Linked DNA regions of Mus musculus: region 2 is linked to region 1. Evidence: chromatin contacts called from public promoter capture Hi-C data. All regions are on one chromosome and are shown on one strand. The core of a region is the stretch at or near the end of the contact, and the rest is flanking DNA. Distances in the headings are between cores, read along the strand shown. Region 1 holds the start of 4930554I06Rik (RIKEN cDNA 4930554I06 gene). Region 2 has its middle 36 kb from the start of Gm38486.

What was found. Promoter capture Hi-C pulls out the DNA fragments that hold promoters and counts their contacts.
Region 2: a promoter capture Hi-C map of hippocampal neurons shows a contact between it and region 1, with 2.4 times the contacts expected there. A contact is called at or near these places in 3 of 39 promoter capture datasets (hippocampal neurons and liver) and 1 of 484 Hi-C or Micro-C datasets (adipose-derived mesenchymal stem cells).

What each region holds. Positions count from the first base shown.
Region 1 is chr19:21,101,248-21,107,265 of GRCm38.p6, forward strand. It overlaps 4930554I06Rik (RIKEN cDNA 4930554I06 gene), which reads left to right and starts at 3,463. Exons shown (of 2, transcript NR_126458.1): 1 at 3,463-3,505; 2 at 3,746-4,291.
Region 2 is chr19:21,557,087-21,563,104 of GRCm38.p6, forward strand. No RefSeq gene overlaps it. Among named protein-coding and RNA genes, the nearest start is that of Gm38486, 36 kb to the right of the region's middle.

The DNA of each region.
Region 1 (6,018 bases), core at 2,213-4,712:
CATTCAGAGAACATGATTTCTCTGGCTCTTCCTTGCCTTTACTGCCCAGGAGTGAGGGCGAGGGGAGGTGCTTTTTATCTTCTACACTCAGGACCCACGCAGAGCCCCTATCAAGGATCCAAGTCTTCTATTCTTTTCCTGATTCTCTCCTTCCTTATAGAAAGTTTTATCCAGTTGCTCTCGGGAGGCATTTGTTCCTATGCTTTATTCTAAATTCCCTCTCTTATATGTAAGCCCATGAATCTAGTTCTCAGAGGTGAATGTTTTATTCTTTTACTTCAGTCCTGCTGTGTTGCTTATCTCTATAGACAATGAATGTCACTGAATGAACAGGGTAACACCAAAACATAAGAAACTTCACCAAGGAAGAAACCTGAATTGGCTTCTTAGGGTGGTATTTTACAATATATGAATTCTTAAGTCTTAACCAGTACACATGTGCAGATGCATATGTATGGATACTTACATATAAATACACACAGAAAGACAGTATTTTCTGTGCACAGGGTGTTTATTATAGTTTGTTTCTTAATTGTTTGCTTTATTTCTTTTGAGATAGACTCTTGAAATATAGTTCATGCTAGCTTTGAACTCATAATCCTCCTGCCTCTGCCTCTGCCTCTCTGCCTCTCTGCCTCTCTGCCTCTCTGCCTCTCTGCCTCTCTGCCTCTCTGCCTCTCTGCCTCTCTGCCTCTCTGCCTCTCTGCCTCTCTGCCTCTCTGCCTCTCTGCCTCTCTGCCTCTCTGCCTCTCTGCCTCTCTGCCTCTCTGCCTCTCTGCCTCTCTGCCTCTCTGCCTCTCTGCCTCTCTGCCTCTCTGCCTCTCTGCCTCTCTGCCTCTGCCTCTGCCTCTGCCTCTGCCTCTGCCAAGTGCCAGGAGTACAAACATGTACCATCATGTCCAGGTTATATGTATATATATATATATATATATATATATATATATATCACAACAGAATTATATATGTATATATATATGTATATATATATATATATATATATATATATATATATATATATATATCACAACAGAATTTATTATTAAAAAGTAGTGTTCCATATTTAAGTGGTAGCCTTCCATTACTGGAGGGGGTGGGGTGACATAAAAGAAGCAAGGTTTAGTTTAGGCTCATGGGTTTGTAGATTTTGGTGTGCTTTGAGCCCTGTGACAAGGCACTACTATATTATGGCGGGGAGTGTATGGTAAAACAAACTATCTCATGGCTAGGATGGGAGAGAGGAAGAATAAGGAGAAAGTGTACTGTACCTTTAAGGACACATTCCCAATGATCTGAAGACCTCCCATAAGGCCCCACCCTTTAACATGTCTACATCCTCTCAGTGGGACAGTAGACAGAGGCTCAAGCCTTTAATAACATTGATTGCTAGAGAGTGTTAGAGAATGTTCTAAGACCTGAATTTATTGTTATTATTTGGGGCCTTGGTCTTTGCCGTATAGCTCAGACTGACCTCCACGTTGCAGTCTTTCTGTCTGAGCCTCCTTAACGTTGGGATTACAGGTGGGCCACCAGATGTGGTGCTAGAACTTGATTTTTAACATATTCTAAACAGGGCTATCACACTGTAATGTTGCCCCTTTCCTGGCTTCATGTCCCTTAGTAGTTCTTTACTAGTTCACAAAACTGTGAGGGGTAATTGTTGCACATAAGCTGTCCTCTTCTGTAAGAAATACAATCCCAGCACTTAGAGGAAGGTCATGAGTTTTAAGTTTAGCCTGAATGTGAAACAATGAAGCTTAGTGGATAAACCTAGGTATTATACATCATTTTCCCTGTTGCTGTGAGTAAATGCCTTGGTTAGGACAAAGGCAACTTAAAAATGGGCTTTAATGGGTTTTATTTTTTATTTTGACATACAGTTCGAAGGGATACAGTCAGCCATATTAGTGAAGCTACGGCAGCAGAAACCTAAATCAGTTGATCATATTTTCTAGCTTAAAAGTATGTAGGGATTAGAAGGCAGACTAAAAACTGCTACTAAAAAACAAAACCCAAACAAACAAACAAGCCTTTAAAACTCCCAAACTCCACCATGTCTGAAGGGACTGTAGCCAGCCTGAGCATGGTACACGTGACTCTGCCTGGTCTTGTCCTTTCCCCCATTCTCTCTGCCTTACTAAAGGCCATTAGATTACATCCCTAAAAGCTGGCTTCCAAGGTCTATTCTCTTATTTGGCTACTTCTTCCTCTTGAGGCTGACCACCAAGCTCTATCAAAGTATTGAAGTCCAGCAATCAAAAGCCCCTTAGCCTGTACAGTTAAAATTAAACACCTCATTCTAACACAGCGTTTCCCCCTTTACATTTATAAACTGCCCTTTGCTTGTGTGTCTGTCTCCTCTCTAGCCAGAGGTAGTCCTCTGACCCAATCCAGGACATACCCCTGCCTCCTCTCCCTTGTTCCCTTCTCCTGTTTCCTTGACCTTTATCTCCTGTCTTTGTCTCTTATTCTCTGCCTTTGTCCCTCTGGGGCAAATAAATCTCCACTGTGCAGAGAACGTGGTCTTGGGGCTTCCTGAGCCTAGACTATTCCCTTACAAGGTCAAGTCCCACACCTAGTGATGTAATTCCTTTGGTGAAGCTCCCTCTCTTAAGGACTCCATAACCTTCTTACAAAACAGTGTTACCAACTGCTGGCAATAGGCATTTCACATTCAAACTGCAACAACCCCCAGCTACCTCAGATACCCAGGAATGTGGGTAGATGGATGTCAGTGGTTGAGGTCCTCATATGTAGAACCATCAGAAGGATAAGTTATATGTCTTATAAAAGACCATACACTAGATAGCTTTGGGGGGGGGGGAACAATTCTTGTTTCTCACAGTTCTGGAAGATAGGATGTTCACTTAGCAGACTGATTTCTAAAGAAGCCTGCTTTGTCATAGATGGCTCCTCCTCTGTGTCCTCTCATGGTGCAAGAGGTCACTAGTTCTCCAGGGCCTTGATTATAAGGACATTAATTCCATGAATGTGGACTCCACACTCCTATCCTAGCTTCCTTCCATAGACTTTATCTGTTAACACCACCTCTGTGGGACTAGGATTCCAATATATAATCTGAGGCAGCTACAAACTTTTAGTCTTTGAAAGAGCTGCCCAGAATTCCGATAGAGCAAGAAGTGGAAGAAAACGGGAGTACTGTCGGATTGTATCAACGGATGGTTCCTTCATGACTCAGAAAACAAGTGAGGGGACCATCTGCGGGTATTTGAGGTCACAAGGTTCTATTGGAGGCCACAGTACCACCCCGCCCCATCACGTGATAATAGAACCTGAGTACAGTAGATAGAACAGGAAAATACCAAGGGCACGCCCCTTCTGTGATGCAAACCACACTGGTCCTTGTAGTCTGATAGCAGGAGCAAGAGGAACAATAACATACTCTCCTATGACAAGTCAAGGAGGGAACAAACAGTAAAGCCAGCAGGCATCAAGGGAGCAGGCAGTCTCCTCAATGCCCAGAGTGGCACTAGTAACCACCCCAGGAGTGAGTCACTGGCATGGGGGAGGGCTGAGGAAAGGCTGCAGCTCTCGCGCACGCTGGGCTGGTAAACAACCCCAAAGGATCAGAGCCAAACCAGGAAATGCCAGAATATCAACCTGTGGTTTCGGGGTGGATGCCTGGGCCCCACCACAGGGCTGCTACAGGGGTAGTGTCTGGAGATAGAATCCAGAAGGTTCCATTTTAAGCAAGGTTTGAGAAGATCTTTGTTTTTTAAATCAGTAGAACCCAAGGACAAGCAACGGAGCACCTTGGGCTGGACTCTTAAGTTGGGAGACTTTGGAGCCACAGTCTAGCCTCGCTCTCAAGAGGAAGACCAGCTAGGGGTCAAGGGAAGACCCCCAGGGGTAAATCTGCTCATCCAGTGCTTAAGAAAACCCACTTCAAATGTGATATTAGGCCCATCGCCAAGGCCTGACTCAGCTTCTCTCCATGGCCTGTGCTGGGTGTTTGCTTAGGGTTACACTGTGGGCAGGACACAACCAGGAAGAGAAGAGAAGACCTCTTCACCCGCAATGTCCATGGGTACCTGTGTCTGCCCACCCGGAGGCCTTGCTGGCTTAACTAGAAGCATGCTGGCTATTTGAAAGTTTTGTTATTGTTATTCTCTTTGGTCTTGTTTTTATCGTGATTTGGTTTGGTTTTCCACGGGAGTTTGTTTCTGGGTTTAGACGCCTGATTTACTTTCTTCTAAAGCACCCAGGAGGGATGGGGAAATGCTTTGGGTCAGAATACAACATTTAAAAGTAAACGAATGAACTGAGAAGTTAATCTTACTGACTTAAATTTTTATTTCTTCTCTTGTAGATTAAGTTTTGCAAAACAGAGCTTGCTCAATTAAGTAGGATCTTAAAAATCTGAACATGTAGAGGTAGTTTAATTGTATCCATTGAGGGTTTTTTTTTTGTTTTTTGTTTTGGGGTTTTTTTGTTTTTTTGTTTTTTTTTTGCCCCACCCCTTCTCTGTTTGACATAGAGAATCACTGGAATGTATTAAAGACATCAGAACAAAGCCACTGTCTAAGACAAGTTGCATAGGAAATGAAACAATAAAGGTTGAGCAGGGCAGTGTGTTAAATTGAGTCCTAAAATGAGAACCCCAGTCAGGAGAATTGACTAGATCTTCACAAGGTCCTCTCTTCTTCTTCTTCCGGTGTTCAATGTTACCATTTTGTAGATCCTGCTCCCCCACTCTCTCTCCCCTCCCTTCTCTGTCTCTCTTTTTCTGTCTGTCTGTCTCTGTCTGTCCCCACTCCCACACACCCCCTTTGCCTTCCTCCTTCCAAATTGAGTACATAGGTTTTCAAGTTTCAGGAATAAATCAAGCCAATAGATGCTCAGCTTTGGTTGAGGACATGTGAGGAGGAATGGGGGTTTTGTTTGATCAGTTTGGGGTTGTTTTCTTTTGTTTTGTTTTAAGATAGAAACACAACTCATACTATGTTTTTCCTTCTTTTGGTGATGATCCACCCACTGGGTCTTGCCATCAGTGACAAGCTCCGATTGTAGTCGGCAGATGGCCTTTGATTGGCTGGATACCATCAGTGTTCCTTCTGGGTGAGCTATTGAGTAACAAAGTTTCAGAATGCATTTGGTTATTCACACTGTAATTAAAGGAAGGTCCTTGCTTTGCCCGCAGCTTTCCCAACACAAACAGAAGAGGCGTGAGTCAGCGCAGGCAGCTGCCCCGAGGTAGTACAGTGTTTGTTTCTTTTTTTTTTTTCTTTTTTTTTTTTTCTTTTTGCCAATAAAATATGCCTGGGAGGACAAAGAGCAGCAGGAAGCAGTGACACAGAGTGAGCTGGGAAATTCCAGCTGCCCTCCTGCCCTACTTATAAGGAATAGATATGAGTCATTTTTTTTTAAAGATGCAAACAGATGTTGAATTGGCTAACAAAGTCCCATGCAACATTTAGCCTCTTAGGACTTTGTTTCCTCTTCAGCGGAAAAAGAAAAACAAGGTATTATATTTGGACGTGGACACCTGGATAGTATTGCCAAGTACAGCCATGGAAGAAGAGGCGAGCACACATGCTGTTCTGCTCGACTATGCTATTTCTTCTGCCCTTGAAGTCAGCCTTCAGCTGACGCATCCTTCTACATAAGACAAGCTAAAGGAGAGAATACACCACAGTCAAGGGCCTGGCTGTGAAGATTTGGTGGCGTGTCCTTCGAGACACTGAGTCAACAGGCATAAACATTAACCTGTGTGTGTCTCTGCGATCACCACAGTGTATGAAGGTAGCGTCCTAGGTTTGACCTCGGCTCTGCACCAAACAGCCAGGTGGCCATGTTTCCTAACTTGCAAAAGCAAGCTTGCACCTGGAAGGGCACGCGCTCTATTGCTAGTCTGTAATTGCAGGATTAAAAAAAATTGAAAATATGTAACCACACTTTCCATCTATCAGTTGTGATTTTTTTTAAATCTCACCTACAGTGAGACTAAACACATGAGATAGGAAATAATTTTTTATCAATTTGCTTTCATGGGAGGGACAG
Region 2 (6,018 bases), core at 1,450-3,949, 460 kb after region 1:
AGTGGAGTTGCAAACAAGGTGTTGTCTCTAGGAAGCACTTCCATGTGTAGGAAACCCTCGTGTAGACTCAGCCTTTTGATTGTTGCAAAGCTGAGTGACACTGGGGCATGCGGATGGGCAAGCTCCCCTAGAACTCACACAGCCTAAACTTCTGGATAGAAGCAGTTGAGAGCAGAGAGCTTTGATTGTTTTACGATGTGAAAGCATGGGCAGGACTAAGTGCCCGGCTCAGGCAGTTCACCTGAGCTTTCTAAAGGCAAGATGAGGAGGCGGCTGCTCTTCGCTGCTCTTCGGATTAGAAGTCTAGAGTTGTGTCCTGGTAAAGCTGGAGGTTTCACTCCCGCTTTTATTCTTACCTGCTAGCTGGGTGAAGCTCAGGAAGCCAGGTGGGTAGCACCTTCCCCCTGCCTCAACCCCCAACAAACCCCCTGCTTTTCTTTTTACAGGGGGAATCGAATGGTATTCAGTTAAAGGTTGCACCGAGGACAAATCAGAGTGCTTTAAGAGGATTATAAAGAATTATGAAATCCGCACTTCTCATTGCTGCCACCGTCCCCTGTGCAACTTCTGAGGGAGTGGCCTAAATCCATGCTATTGACTTAACTGGTCATATCTGAAGCCTGGCCTGGTCGTCCGTCACATGATGGCAGCTTCTGTCTCGGGGCCATGGTCAGAAATTGACTTCAGCATTCTCTATGTCCATAGCCCGTCCCAGCATCTCTCAAGAGCTCTGTGTTAGCTTTGTGTCTGTTGCTATAATAAAATGTTCTGATGAAAAGCATTTGGGGAGGAAAGGGTTATTTGGCTTATACTTCCGTGTCATGGTCTATCACTGAGGGAAGTCAGGGCAGGGACTCGAGGCCAGAACCTGGAGGCAGGAATTGAAGCAGAGGCCATGGAGGGAACAATGCATAATGACATGTTCCTCATGGCTGGATCAGTTTGCTTTCTTACATACCCCCAGATGCCCCAGGGATGGTACCATCCAAAGTGAGCTGGGCCCTCCCACGTTAATCTTCAATCAAGAAAATGCCCCCATAGACCCGTTCGCAAGCCATTTTGATGGAGACATTTCCTTAACTGAGGCTCCCTCTTCCCAAATGACTTCAGCTTGTGTCACGTTGCCTCCCCCGACGCCCCAAGGGGGGGAAAAATCCCTCCTTTATGGTGATTGCAAGACTCTGGAGGATGGAAATGTCCACGGTTCTTCAAGTCAAACCAGACACGCAGTCACTAATCAGTTTCTCTCCCTAAACACTTCCACACTAGAAAGTGCTCTGACAAGTGAATTACACCACAAGACCCAGAGTGATGGACTCCGTGGTGTGGCTTATAGGAGAAACTAGCCAATACCCTATGAAGTGATCAGCGCACCAGGTCTGTGGGAACAGGGAACACCAACAACAAAGGCCTGAGGCAGGCAGGGAGACCACCGCTCAGTTCTTCCTTCTGCATCAGGATTTGCCCACATTCTGGGTTTGCATAGACAAACTGTGCCCTCTTGCTTGTGCACTGTGCATTGATCAAGCAGTCCTAGCTGGGCCGGAAGCGGGTGGCCACCATCAAGGAGTCTTGGCATGGGGCTTGTTTGGCGTACGGGGTTTCCGTGAGGCCCCTTCAGCGCGCTCCATCTGCAACCTGAGTGCCCGTCTGCTTTACTGATACACTCGGATGTCTCTGTGCTTCTAGGGGGTTGAAAAATATCAAAAATCTTCTCACTCTTTACTTGGGACTTAAGACATCCAGTGTCCCAAAAGCTATACTTCTCTGTAAACTTTGAAGGAAAGTAAAATGTTTTTTAAAAAATGCAGCAGTAGCCAGGCATAATGGTAGGTGCTTGTTATTCCAAAAGATAGGCGGTGGAGAATCAGAAATCAGGCCATATAGTGAGACCTCATCTCAAAACAAAACAAAACAAAACAAAGCCTCGGACAGACTTTCCTCCCACGCTTCAACTACATTCTTTAGATCATATTTCCAAAACTAAGAAAACAATGTCTTCACCCTTACTTTTAAACCCAATCACCCCTATTCTGTCATTTAAAAAAAAAATCAGTATAAACAGTTGGTGCCTCAGATCAGCAAACTCCAGAAAGCTAACTTTTATTTTTCTTGTGCTTTTTAAAAATATCTCATCATCAACTCAATGTCAGCAGGGCAAATGACAAGCCTGCCCAGCCAGTGGCTCCTCGCATGTTTCACCGACACAGTCACAGTCCATCAGATGCCTCAAGAAAAGAACTAGGAAGTCAGTGCTCATCTGCTTATAACTACCTAGCAGGTGACCATGGCCAGCCTTGTGAGCTCCTCCTCCGCACAGCACCCTCCTCCATGCGGGCCTTTCCTCCCGACAGGCCTGCCTCTCTTCCCTATTGAGAAGACTCCTCTGTACCTCATTCTCTTCACACAGAGATGAAAAGGATTGACTCACACAATTGCTTAGATACCCTCATGTTCTAACCTTTATGTCCCACATAAATGAACATAGAGTTACGACATTGACCGTATCTCTTTGTTTTCTGAAATACAAACGAGGCATTGTGCTGTCCACAATCCCCAAGGTAGGCCCAGGTCTGACAATTGATGTTCACTCAGCTCTGCACAATCCAGGAAACTGGGCAGAAAAATGCAAGCCATGAGAGAAGTGAATGCCATCGATGTAATTGACTGGTGCAGCAATACCACCCCCAAAGTCACCATGGCAACAAAAATAACCCTTACAACACTGGTGGGGTAGGTGGAATGCAGCTTCCTAAAGATGCCTGTGTTCTACTCCCAGTAACTTAAAATGTGTTCCCTTGACAAAATGGCTTTGTGCAGATAAGGACTATAAGGTCAGATTATTCAATGAAATTGCAAAAGTACTAGAAGGGGGGTCAGAGTGGGGGTTGATGGGAGGAAAGCTGAAGTCACAGGTTGGTGGATGCTTCCTTGCTGTTTTGGAGGGTGAAGGAAGGAGGTCACCAACCAAGGAAGTTCAGCAGCCTGTACAAGATGAGACAGAACACATCTTCATCGCGACAATTCCAGCAGAACGTAGCCTGGAGAACACACCATAAATTGCCTCCCTCTGGATCTATAAGATAGTGAATTAAATTTGCCTGTTTTATTAATGTGTGTGTGAGCCTCAGCTTGTATCCATGGGCCAGAGGACAGCTTTGGAGAAGTGGGTTCTCGCTTGCCTCTTGTTTCTGCCACATTCTAGTGTGGCCAACAGTTGAGCTGCCAGCTTCCAGCTGATTCTCCTCTCTTTGCCTCCTGTCTTAGTTAGGACTTCTATTGCTGTGAAGAGACATCATGACATGGCAATTCTTATAGAGAAAAACATTTAATTAGGTTGGCTTACAGTTCTGAGGTTTAGTCCATTGCCATCATGATGGGAAGCACGGTGGCACATAGCAGACATGGTGCTGTAGAAGTACCTGCGAGTGCTACATCCGGATCCTCAGACAGCAGGAAGAGAGAGTGACATTGGGCCTGACTTGAGCATTTGAAATCTCAAGGCCCACTCCCATTGACACACTGTAAAATAATATGAATTATGTAGGTTTATCCTCATCCAGCTAAAAATGAATGAGTCTCAAACTATGATTTATTTATTAGGCTCTGCACAAATACTGGAATATTGCCCCTCTTCTAATTCTCTAATGCTAGAGTATTTATTTCCCTAACTGTGCTCCCTAAATACTTGCTGTCTGAATCTTCATCGTTATTTCTGCTCCAGCTGTCTGGTATCCTGGGGAGGCATTTCATCTGGGCATATGCATCACCGCACTGTACATCATGGCTAATGGAGGCCTCCTGTTCTCTCTGTCTTTCTTCTCTTCCACATTCCCTATCTATCTATCTACCTATCTATCTATCTATCTATCTATCTATCTATCTATCTATCTATCTCTATCTGTCCATCTATCATGTATCTATCATGTATCTATCTATGTATTATCTATCTATGTATTATCTATCTATCTATCTATCTATCTATCTATCTATCTACCTACCTATTTATCTATCTATCTATCTCTATCTGTCTATCTATCATGTATCTATCATGTATCTATCTATGTATTATCTATCTATCTATCTATCTATCTATCTATCTATCTACCTATCTATCTATCTCTAGTTTTCTTTCTCCTCCTCCCTAGTGGTCTCTATCTGTAATCCCCAGCCCAGTAACTCAAACTCCACCTCTCTCTATTTCCCCCCAGTCATTGGCTGTTGCTAGTTTTATTTAACCAATAGTTTTACATTGAGGATTCAGGTTTGCACAAGAAAGGCTAGTGCAGGATGGGATTTGCTAGTCTTGGGGCAGCCTGGATCTTGTGGTACAGATTTTAGCATATAAAACCAAGCAGCACCAGACCAACCCCCAACAACACACTTCCTCCTACAAGGATACACCTACTCTAACAAGGTCACACCTTAGTCTATTGGGACAATTTTCGTTCAAACCACCATACTTCCCATATCAACATAGGGGCCTTGGGATTAAAGCAATGGCTTTTTACTTAGATTCTGATCATTGGACTCAGAATGTCAGACGGGTGTGGCAAGTGCTCCGCTCTCTGAGCCATCTCTCCAGCCATGTTTTTTTGGTATGGTCATGCATTACAACCATTAGAAATAAATGCAATTGGACATATGGGGTATGGCATAACATTTTCCTCCCACAGGGCAGACAGATCTGATGCTTAAGTGACACGGGATCTGATGCATAGCATAGCGGCTCAGGGCCATATCTTCCACCTTCCCCTGTATCTTCTTAGTCACAATGTCCCTCCAACACGCAGATGACCTGCAGAGATACAGTTACATCTTTTCAGCGGACACCTCCCACTCAAGTCTTCATCCATTCAGGAATTCCTCAGCTAAGAAGCTGATGTTTTTCAAGTCCTTCACACTTAAAGACAAAGCAATACCCAGTTAGCCTGAATGTTACCTGTGAACACCAGCCTCGTTGGTTAATAGTGCAAGAGTCTCCCTGAGCCTCTGAGCACCAGGTTGGTCTAACAGAGCCCTGGGCTACTGAAATAGACATCTCAGTGGCTAAAGCTAAAGCTTTTTCTTACTTTAAAAGGAAAGTCGTGGGGCTGGGGCTTAGACCCAGGAAGCTGCTTGCCTCCAGAGCAGGAGGAGTTGAGTTCAGATTCCCAACACCCACATGAGCAGCTGGTGGCAGTGGCAAATGCCTGTGGCCCTAGAACTGGGGAGGTAGAGACAGGGAGATCCCCGAGGCTAGGTGAACCTGTGAGCTCCTGGCTCAGTGAGAGACCCTCCCTCAAAAACTAAGGTAGAGAATTATTAAGGAAGGTCCAATATTCACCCCTGGCCTCCACATTCACAAACCTGCATGCACAGGCAAGTTTTTGAAAGGCAGGTCTCAACAGTTGATCAATTGGAAGCCTCTAGAGAGTGTGGCATGCCTGTACCTAAAACAGTCCTTTCAGCAAATAAGAGACAGGCGTTTTACCTCCCAAAAGTTGGCTGTAAGGCTTCTAAACTTCCTGCTTTTAATCACTGAGAGAACCAGGGCTGAGTTCTCTGATGGTAACTCACGAGAATAAAGGCTCTATAGGGACAATTGACAGGAATGGGAACTTCAGATGGCCTTGTCAGTCATCAATGGGAGGAGAGGCCCTTTGTCCTCATGTAGGGGAATACCAGGGCCAGGAAGTGGTAGTGAGTGGGTTGGTGAGCAGGGGGATGGGGAGGGAGAGGAAGTTTTCAGAGGGGAAACCAGGAAAAGGGATAATATTTGAAATGTAAATAAAGAAAATATCTAATAAAAAATAAATAAAAAACAAAAATAATTAATTTTAAAAAAAAGAGTGAGAACTTCTGGGGGCAGGCCACACAAATGCCATTCCTAGAGAGATCCTGAGGGTAGGAGAAGCTGAACCTCTAGAGGAAGTTTGCTCACTCCTTAGTCTATGCTGGAAGTCTCCTGGAAACAGCACTCAGGCCTCGTGGAAAGAAGGAAAGACATGAGCCAAGATACAAAAGAAAGTGGAAGGT